2 separate regions of the Callithrix jacchus genome follow, and region 1 is linked to region 2. Evidence: chromatin contacts called from public Hi-C data. All regions are on one chromosome and are shown on one strand. Each heading gives the region's core, a stretch centred on a gene start, on an enhancer-like site or on the middle of the called end of the contact. The rest is flanking DNA. Distances are from core to core; before and after follow the strand shown. Region 1 has its middle 330 kb from the start of AUH. Region 2 has its middle 270 kb from the start of GADD45G.

Region 1 (5,182 bases), core at 2,447-4,946, 230 kb after region 2:
GCACAAAGACACACACACATGCACACAGACACACACGCGCACAGACACACACATACACATGCACACACACACACACACACACACTACCTCCTGATGTCCTCTGAGTTTTGGACTCTTTTCTAATTACCTGCATGGCAAGAAAGTAAGTAGGGTGGGTACTCCATTTCTTCTTCGTTATCCATAAGCTGCCCACTAGCACTCCCAGTTCCTCGCTCTGGGACCCCCTGTGGTCCCACCAGCCACAGGCTGGGTGCTTGTGGTGTGCTGACCCACAACTTCCCTTCCAGAGAGCCAACAAGCAGCCTGGCTGCATGCCAAGGTGACTATCTACACCCTGACCCAATGAAGAGGACTCCTCCCTCCATGTCACTGTATCCACCGTTAACACTGATGCAGAGGGACAGAGGTGGTCACCTTGCCTTTCGGAGGGACAGACGAAAGGATGAAGAAGGAAGGAGGAGAGAGAAAAATATTTTTTGACCACCTAATACAACATTTTTTCATTTTTTTGGTCTACAACTGCAAGTAAGAAATATATTTGTGTATGAGATACAACTGAAACAAAAGTTTCATGAAAAGCCTATTCTCACTATGCATGATAAACTATAACAAAGTTAATATAAAATATGACTCAGAAGATTTAAATACAAATCCCCAGTAAATCATTTAGAATCAACGAGAAAAAATCAATTAGAACCATGACCTACTGGATTGATTTTCCTTTCCACTAACGGGTGGCAATCCAGATTCTCAAAACAACAGTATCAGTCTGGGCCAGATGCTACCTGCAGCATGTCTCATTTAACACCTGCAAAATGTATTTGAAAGTGGTATTAATACGTCCATTTTACAGGTGAAGAAACTAAAAGCCCAGTCAGCGTAAGTGACTTGGAGAAACACTTCACTTAATAAAAGCCAATTCAGCATATAGTACCATGGCATTCTTGTCTCTCTCTGGACTTCCAAGGCAGTGGGCATGTCCTCTGCTTGGGATGGGATTGTTGGGGGTGGGTGGTAGCAGAAGCTTCCTACTCTGGGTCGGCTCAGGGTCTCCATTGGGTCTTCCAAAGTATGTGCCTGAAAATGGCCTGCAGCCTCTGCAGCAGCCTCTGTAGGACTCCGATGCTGCTGCCGGGTTGATGATGAGAGCCTCATCAATCCAACCTAGAGCACTGATTCTGCAACAATGTCTTCAGCAACTGTTTGCGTTTTTGTTTGTTTATTTTGTTTTGTTTTCTTTGCTCTGCTTTTTTAATTGGCAAGATCTATAGCACTGCAAGCTTAATCTTGTTTTATTACTAAATGGAATATTCGCAAATTCAAGACTAAGATTAGTCCTTTATTTCTCTCCAGAATTTGCTCTTCTAGGGGTATTTCACATGGAAAATCACCTCCCTGCCAGGTGTTCTCTTTCTGGGATTTACAATGTTTCAATCTGAAACAAGTTTGAGGAAAACATACAATGTTTCAATCTGAAACAAGTTTGAGGAGAGATGAAATTACTTTGCAGAGTCCCTTTCCTTTTACAGCCCCTCGAGGAATTCCACTTGGATCACATTTTGTGTGGACAACACACTGGGCCTAAGACATCAGGGTGGAAAGGAGGAGATCCCACACTTCTTCTGGTCCTTATGGGGATAATGAGCTTGTTCAGTGCTTCTCGAACCTCAGCTCACCCAGGAATCCTCTGAGAGGTTTGTTCCAACACAGATTGAGGGACCTACCCGAGTTTCCCACCCACCAGACTTGGAGCGGCTATAATTCACATATCTGACAGGTTTCCTGGGGCTGCTGCCCATCTGGGGACCCACTTGGAGAACCACAGATCTAGTTAAGAGTTTGCCCCTCTTGTAATGACTTGGGACTGATCTGAAGGCAGGCGGCTCCACAGGTGCCTGCAAGGTGAGGGGATCACTGTGGGCCATGTCCAGCCTGTGTGGAAATGTGCTTCTGTGGCTAACCTTTCCTTCTGCCAGGCTTCTTCCCTCCCAGAAGCTGGAAGCCAGTGACTGACAGGTCCAAATGCACCCCCATCCTTGCCGAGGCCAGCCCATCTGTTGGAGCATATGCTCTGAAACCCACAGGCTTCTACCAGGAGCTCATTATCTACAAATTACTAAGCTAGCAGCCGTGAACAGCTCCTCTTTGCCTGCGACAGTAAACTGCACCAGCTGCCGCTCTGTCGCTGCTGAGACGCAAGTCTGACAGGTGCTACCCAGCACCTGCCCTGAGGTCATCCTTCTCCCCAGCTCTGTCCTGCCTATGGACACTCACAGAGAAGTGTTGTACAAAGACGCTTCTGATCTTAGTAAACTCTCAAGAAAGTTGGCACTGACACCACTCTCTGTTTTGGTAGCAATTATTAGTTACAGTGAGGACTACAACCTGCACACTGTTGGTTTTCCTGTGTGGAGCCTGTTTAATATTGAAGAGGGGGATCTCAGACAAAGCCAAACCTGCAGATGCCCTCCAAGCCCTGGATAGGTGCAAGGCCCCCAGGGGATCTGTGACTCGGGACGCTGCCACCTCGCTGAGTCAGAGGACATCCTGGAGCAGCCCTGGAGAAGGCAGCAATTGACCGGCTGCCAAGCTCAGGGTACATGTGCCCAGCTTTCTCACCTTTGCTGGAGTTTGTTTGCTGGAGTCAGGTCACACAACCACCATTATTATTCATCTTATTATTGTTTGAATGTATGGGGAAAAAGCTGAACAAGAGGGAAAGAAAACTATCTTTTTTGGTTCAATATGCAAACAAGTTCATTGTGATTTGTCCAAAAGAGCTCACACCATTTACAGACTGACCTGTGTGTGCATTGGGTCCACACCGTTACCCCAGTAAGACACCTCAGAGGAGTGAAATTCTCCTGCACCTCATTTTATATCAGCCATGACTCTAGGCAGGTCCAGTGCCTTGCAGACGATTGCTTTTCCCTGGTCGAGCAGGGGAGACGGCATGGCCTGCACTTGAGAGTTGTACAATTGAAGACAGCACCTTGGAGAAGAGGTGAATCCCTCCAGCGATGCATACCCAGGGAGTTTTTCCAGAAGTCTAGATGCCTTGATGGTCTCCCGAACTTGAAGTTATGGCAACTGCTCTTTGGCTCCCGACAGGGTGGAGAAGTTGAGTAACCACAGTTCTGTAGACAGGTGTCTGTCTTGAAAAGAAACCCTGGCAGCGGACTTGAATGTCTTGGCAAGCTTGTCAGCCCCTGGGAGGGCAGCGAGAAGTCGAGAACTGCCTTTCTGGGAGAACAAGTTCCCTTTCATGATAAATAGTCCCTAGAGTCTAATAAACATATTCAGTGTATCTATATGAGTCCAAGCCACAGCATCTCACCTGCAGCCTGACCCTGGAGTAGGAAAAAACCGGATATGTACAGACTGTGACACAAATAATCAAGGAAAAAGGTCAGATTCACTTGGGAGCAGCCAACGGCCACTGCAGAGTAAGGCAGCCAGCCCCCTCTTTCAATCCTTGGCTCTGTGATCAGCTAATGGGGACACGCTGCATCCCCAGGGCTGAACCAAAGGAACACTGGCACCAGCAGGCTTGTTCCGAGGCAAAGGGTAACATTGGTACAGTGTGCCCAGGCCCAGAATGTGGGTGAATGAACACAACACTTGCGGTCTCTCTGGCTCTGAAATAAATGCACACCAGAGATGGAACTGAGAGGCCACCCAGAGGCAAGTTTCTCAGTGTTCCCTTTAGAACAGTTCAGTGTTGACACCCCAGCTCTGCAGAGCTGCCGTGACTTATGCTGTCTCACTTTCCACAGGCCAAGGGGCTACGCCAGCAGCCAGGAGCCTTCAGAATTAACTCCTGCAAGCCTGGACGAGGGGTTTGGGGAGAGGGTTGGCATAGGAGGCTGGCGGGGCTGGGAGTTCATGTGCTGTGCCCTCTAACTGACAGAAATGCCAGATCTCCTGGGGTGCAGGCTGAGCTCTGAGGGGCTATTGGAAGGCGAGGAGGAAAGAGCAGGCATCAGCCCAGATGAGGGGATGCAGGAGCAGCAGCAGTTCCCAGAAAATACTGAACTTTCCGGGAGCAGCAGCAGCAGACACCACGCCCATGGCTTTAGCTTACAAAGCCTTCCCAGACACATGATCTCATTTAATTCTCCTAATGCTCTTGGAGTAGGTGAGGCAACGTGGCCATTTTACAGAGGAGGAAATGGGGCTCCCAGAGACCCACATAGCAGCAAGCAGTGTGCTCTGGGCACTGTAACCCCTCCAGGCCACAAGGGCACCCAGGTGTGAGTGTACCTTTCTTCCAAGGCCTTGTTTGTCTGTGAACCAAATCACATTTATACCTGGAAGAACTTCATTATCAACCTCTCCCAGAACCTTCTTATCAGATGGCCCAGGCTAAAGGATTGGGGCCAGATTTTTCCATTGTCCTTTCCAAAGAAGATCAGCACAGTCATAATTATCCCCACCACCAGCAGAGAGGTTACATCAGGGCAGCTGGCAGAGTGTGGCGTCACATTCACCCGTCCACAGGTGGGAGAGGGGAGAGCAACACCACGCACTCAGCTAGCTTTCTGCAATCAGTGGGAGTTCATAAAAATGGACTTAAAAGACAAGACACAGGCCAGGCACGGTGGCTCACGCCTGTAATCCCAACACTTTGGGGGGCTAGGGCAGATGGATCTCAAGGTCAGGAGTTCGAGACCAGCCTGGCCAAGATGGTGAAACCCCTTCTCTACTAAAAATACAAAAAAATTAGCTGGGCGCAGTGGCAGGTGCCTGTAATCCCAGCTACTCAGGAGGCTGAGGCAGAAAATTGCTTAAACCTGGGAGATGGAGGTTGCAGTGAGCCAAGATTGCGCCACTACACTCCAGCCTGGGTGACAGAGAAAGACTCCAACTAAAAAAAAAAAAAGCGGCAAAAGGCAAGATGCATTGCTTTCTTTCTAGCTGGTGACAATGACAGGAAGCACAGGAGCTTAAAGGAGAAAGGAAAATGCCCTCCAGCCCTGCAAGGAGCATCCATCGAAAGCACACTCAGCCTAGCTCCTCTCCATTTGATGGTGACCCAGATGGGAAGGTTTGAAGTGAAAGGCGGAGTGGCAATGGTGCCAGGCAACTGTCGCTGCCCAGGATTCTGACCTCTTCATGCTGTTGCTGAGAACCAGAGTCCAGACTCACTGAGGGCGGAGCCTGCTGTTCTCACCTGTGTACC
Region 2 (5,035 bases), core at 1,037-3,536:
CTGGTTGGAGGCAGATTGGGGATAACCAAGGGGACAGGGAGACAGTCCAGGATGGGAGGGTTACCTTTAGGGTCTCATGGGTTACAGGGGCTTATGGCCAAGGAGTCCTGGGAGGTGGCAGGGTTTCAGAGAGTCATCGGTTCATGGGGCTGTCGGACGTTGGACCTTGGGCTCACCAGGCTGGGCCCACAGCTATGCCCATGCAGGCTTAGACAACAGAGGAGGATGTCTGTATTGCCACCAGAGCTGACTGACCATCACAGTACCACCCCTAGTGTTCCTGATTGGCTAGGACCCCAGGGACTGAGCATTCCCAGGGGGAAAGCTGTTTGGTGGTGTCCACTAAAGCTCACCAAACATCTACCACAAATGCTCCATGACCCAGCAACCCCACTCCTTGAAATATACTCAAGAGAAATGAGTACACATATCTGCAAAAAATATACACGAAGATGCTGCAGCACAAACAAATTGTGGCTGATGTCGTGGGTAGCAACTGGGGCCGGTGCACATGGGCAGTAAAAATAAGTTACCAAGACGGTTGTAGGTAGAGAAAGCCTGCTTTATTAGAGAAAGTAGGAAAATACGTTGCAAGAAAAGAACAGGCAAATCAGCAAGGGAGGAGCTGACTGCAAGGAAACAAAGCCTTGGTGGGAATTTTATCAGACGATGCTTGTGCTGGACAGGGCCAGACTGTATTCTAAAGATGGATGCTCTGTGCTGGATGTAAATTACATTTCAATTAAAACAACAATTTCACACAAAGGGAAAGATGTGCTTACAGAAAGAAAAGCGCATATCTTGTACGGGTGTCAGAGATTCCAGGCTGGCTGGACCCTATGCTACAGCTGGCTAACTGGCTGGTTGCTGTCTGTGGTCTGGCAACTCTGGAGCCGAAGCTCGGTCCCTCAGCCCCATGGTATTCTGTCATTACCTGCTTTGCACATCTGTCCCCCAGCAAGTCTGGGAGCCCTTGAATGAAGGAGCCTACCAATTGCACTCCCTGTAGAGGCCTGTCCTGTGGTGTAGTAGGAGCTTTGGTAAGTGATTTGGAAGGTCCTGTGCAACTGGGACTTTCTCAGTGTGCAGGAGCCGGGAATTCGGGAATGCCTCTGTGTGTTACAGTGACATCAGGGGTCCCAGACAGCCTGGACAGGCAGGGGCTGTCAGCCAACAGCTACACCTCAGGTCCCTATCTTCCACCCCAGCCTACAGCAGTCCCTGTGTGCTGGGGGCTAGACCCCCAGGAAAACCCCCTGAGACCCTCAGCCCTATCCCTGTGCTTTGGGACAAGCCTGGAGCCAGGCTTCTCACATTTTGCTGGACACTGAGTCACCCCTGGACCCTGTAGAAATGTGAGTATTGACTCAGAGGGTCTGGGGCAGGCTGGAGCCTGTGGTTTTAGCCCGCTCTTGGGTACTGCCATTGCTCCGGTGCAGGGACTACACTCTGCATAGGGAGTATTGGGAAGGCCTGGCGACCCATCACATCCCTGATAAACATATGCTTATATCTGCAGGAACAACCCGTGTACACAGGAGCATGTGTGCAACTCCATGCAATATTTAAAGAGCCATCAAGCAGATAGCACCGTGAGAAAGACTCCCAGGGCCATAAATGTGCAGATGTGCACCCCCGGAGCCCTGAGCAATTTTCCCACCCATCCTATCCCACACGCTGACTTTCTCGGCTCTCGCTACATCTGGAGGTCTGCTGAGGTCAGCTGAGGCTTCCCCTTAGTTTGGAGGTCATGTGGGAACAGTCCTGCCCAGGCTCTGGAACTTTCCAGACAGTACCTCCAGCTACTCTCACAGTTCCCCCAGGGCTATTTTTAGAATCCTATTTTTGTCCTGTTTGAAGTTCATGCTGACTTTTCCACCTAATTAGAAAGGGCAGCTCCCTGGAATTATCTGTCCCACATTCTACTATGTGTACTGTACAGAGCAGAGGTGATCAGTTGTCCCCCAGTTGGGACCAGGTGCGCAGCATCTATCCCTCCTTGCCCAGGTGGAGTGTCCCAAAGCCCACCCCAGTGCCAGGCCTGAGGCAGGCCCTGATTCTCAGTCTCTCCTGCCTGCCTGCACTTGCTCTGGGCATGTGGCCCCTGTAGGGGACTGGGCTGTCTCTCTCAGCTCTTCTCATCTGGGGGGCTGTGGACTCACAGAGCCCTGGGCTCACACTGGAGTCTTGGTTTTCTGTCCTGACGCTGCAGGTCTGGGTGCCTGCATTTGAGGGTCTCAGAGTCCTTGGAGGGACTCCAGGCCTCCCTCTCGCCACCCCAGACCCTGCCAGAGTTCTCCGAGCACCATCAGGCAGTATGAAGGTGGAGGGTGGACTGTGGGTGCAGGGAGGGCTGAGTTCCACTCTCTTATATGTCATTTTCCATGTGATGACAGCAGGTTACTAATTCTTAGAAAGCTCAGTTTCCCAAGGTTAACCTTGCACATCTCATGGGGATGGTATGATCATTGAGTAAGTTAATGCACATAGAGCATCAGGTGTAAAGTAGACAAGTACAAAGTTATTTCTTTTCCAGCCCATAACTGGTGGCGGGTCTGACTGTCAGGGTGTGGTATCATAGGTCAGGCTGAGGATCTGTCAGTGTGCTCTCTGCAGCCCCGTCCTGACTTCTCAGGGCAGTGCTGAGCCAAGCATGGGCCCTGGGGATCCTGTCTCTCCCTGCTCACCTGTGTCCCGGACCACCCCTGGATGGCCCCAGCCTCTGTTTCCATCTGTGAAATGGGAAAATCCTCCTCAGTTCTCCGAGTGTTGTTCAGAGGCCCCTTGAGGTGGTAAATTAAGTAACTGTTCGGAGAATTTTGGGGAACCTGGAGACCCTGCACCCTCATGGAAGCTCTTGAAATCCAATCCCACTTTTAAGGTGTGAGCGCAGCTCTTCCCAAACATGAGGAGAATCTTTCCAAACTGATTAACTGGGGCACCCCACTGAACTGGAAATGAACTGGAAATAAACTGCCGATTGGGCTGAAAGCTGACCAGAGGTGCCCAGTTTGGAAGGATATCATCCTCACAGGGGACGGCTCTGTTCAGCATGGCCTCCTCTGGACTTTCCACTGCCGCCATCACCATTTCTCTGAATGCGACATTTCCGGTCTGGCACTGGGCTCCTCTCCGCCCCTCTACAAACATTAAGAGAGCCAGAACTGTGCCTCTCACAGGCACGTCCCCTGCAGTCCCAGATGCTCGGCAAGCAGTTATCAATGAACAGAGTGCACAAAGGAGAGATGTGGCCCAACCCTCTGTCCACACACAGGGCCACAGGCCCTAACTAGTCCTGCCTCCTGCTGCCCAGGTCTCTCAGGAGCACTCTACTTTCCTCTGGGAAGCACCCGGTGGAGACGTCTGGGCGGCGGGGCTGGCGAGCAGCAGCCCACTGCACATCCTCCTGCTCCTGGAAGACCCTCGAGTGCCTCTTGGATGCTGAGGCAGGCTGCTTACACAGCCAGTATTAAAGAAGTCCCAGCTGGAGAAAGGTGATAGGATCTGCTCCTGCAGTGCCAGCCAGCCCAGGCTGGGCTGTGTTCAGGGCATCCAAGGAGGAGGCCTGAATTCTGCAATGAAAACTCCCATGGGGGAACAGTCTAAACAACCAGGCTTGGGCACGTCCTGTTTGTTGTGTAAATCCATGAGTCTGGTTTGCATGGCCAAGTGCTCCCTGACATCTGACTGCCAAGTTTCGGTAGGGCTTCGACGTGACCTCCTTCAACCCCTGGCTTGTTTGGGTTTATGCTGGGGTTGAAGTCTGAGGAACATCTAGATGGGGGCCTCCTGGAGTGGCTTGTCACTGGGGCCAGAGGAAAGTGGGCAGGCCAGCTCCCCGGGTGTCCAGGCAGTGGCTCCCCAAGGCCTGGCCAGCTCCTCACTGGCTCCTGCTGTGTGTCTATGCCCACGGTAACCAAGAAGTCCTGTGTGTGCCTGAAATTCTGCTTCTTCTTAGAAACTGCAAACAGAGAGAAAAACTGCTGGGCAGCTCACGCACTGATCTCTTTCTCTGTCCCTTTTTTGTTCACTTTAATTTTTTTTCTTCTACTCTTTTTCTGACAGAAGCAGTCATCAGTTTAATGTGAGTTAAACTGCCTGCGAAGCTCTCCTGCCTTGGGCCGAGAGGCCCTGGGTGCATGTTTAGGAACTGTAGTCACCTGGCCTTCCCATCTTTATTCAAGAGCCTGATTCCTTCTTCCTACTCGGCAGATCCCCCAGAGTGCCAGCTGTGGAGGAAGGGTCCTGAGGGCAGGGGAAGGCAGCACTGGCAGCTCACGAGGGCATCCATGCACCTCCCCATCTGGTGCGGAAGTTCAATGTGTCCTGTGGGGTCCCTGCCACATTTGCTTTTGGTGGCGGAAGGGCAGGCACATGCTCAGCCCTTGTCCTGAAGCCTTCCAGCTGGCTACTTCATCAGTCACATAAGTCCACAGGACTATGGGGGACAACAGCTCCCCAAGGCCTAAAGACTCCTCCTCAGTCAGGTGTGGTGGTTCATGCCTGTAAGCTGAGCTGCGATGGAAACAGATGGGATGATCACCTGAGGCCAGGAGAGGCAACGGAGAGGGAACTGTCTCTTAAAAAAAAAAAGAAAGAAAAATGTTTAAAACGTTTTATAAAAAAGTAAAATTTTTAAAGGATGAAATATGTAAGTAAATAAATAAAATGGTTGGGTCCTGTTGCTCCCAGCTCAGCCATGTGCCTGGACAAATGGGTTTCACTCCTACGGTCCTCCCTCTCCGTCTTGGGATGCCTTGTCCTCTGCAGGGCCCTCCACATCTCTCCTCCCCAGCCCACACCTCCTCAGCTTCTCAGCCTGACTTGTCAATTGCTCCATGACATTTTTAAAAAATTGTTTTTTCCCTTTAAAAGTTGCTGCAGAGGGCTTCAGAGCCATGTGCATAAGAAAGGACACGGAGTGCAAGCTGGAGCTACTGCGTTTCCCCAAAACACCTGGGCTTCTCACACACAGAAACACAGTGACCTCTTAGATGCGTAGACACGCCACCCTCCAACTGAGGGTTGGGGTGGT

What was found. Hi-C and Micro-C count contacts between places; a contact is called where the count stands out from the background.
Region 1: a Hi-C map of skeletal muscle shows a contact between it and region 2, with 5 times the contacts expected there. The contact joins two enhancer-like sites. A contact is called at or near these places in 2 of 3 Hi-C or Micro-C datasets (both in skeletal muscle).

Annotation. Positions count from the first base shown.
Region 1 is chr1:73,940,000-73,945,181 of calJac240_pri, forward strand. No RefSeq gene overlaps it. Among named protein-coding and RNA genes, the nearest start is that of AUH, 330 kb to the right of the region's middle. Within about 2 kb of position 3,697, at least 5 of the 16 cell types and tissues checked have an H3K27ac peak or open chromatin away from gene starts, as enhancers often do. A contact at or near this core is called in skeletal muscle, where this site is marked.
Region 2 is chr1:73,710,940-73,715,974 of calJac240_pri, forward strand. No RefSeq gene overlaps it. Among named protein-coding and RNA genes, the nearest start is that of GADD45G, 270 kb to the left of the region's middle. Within about 2 kb of position 2,287, at least 3 of the 16 cell types and tissues checked have an H3K27ac peak or open chromatin away from gene starts, as enhancers often do. A contact at or near this core is called in skeletal muscle, where this site is marked.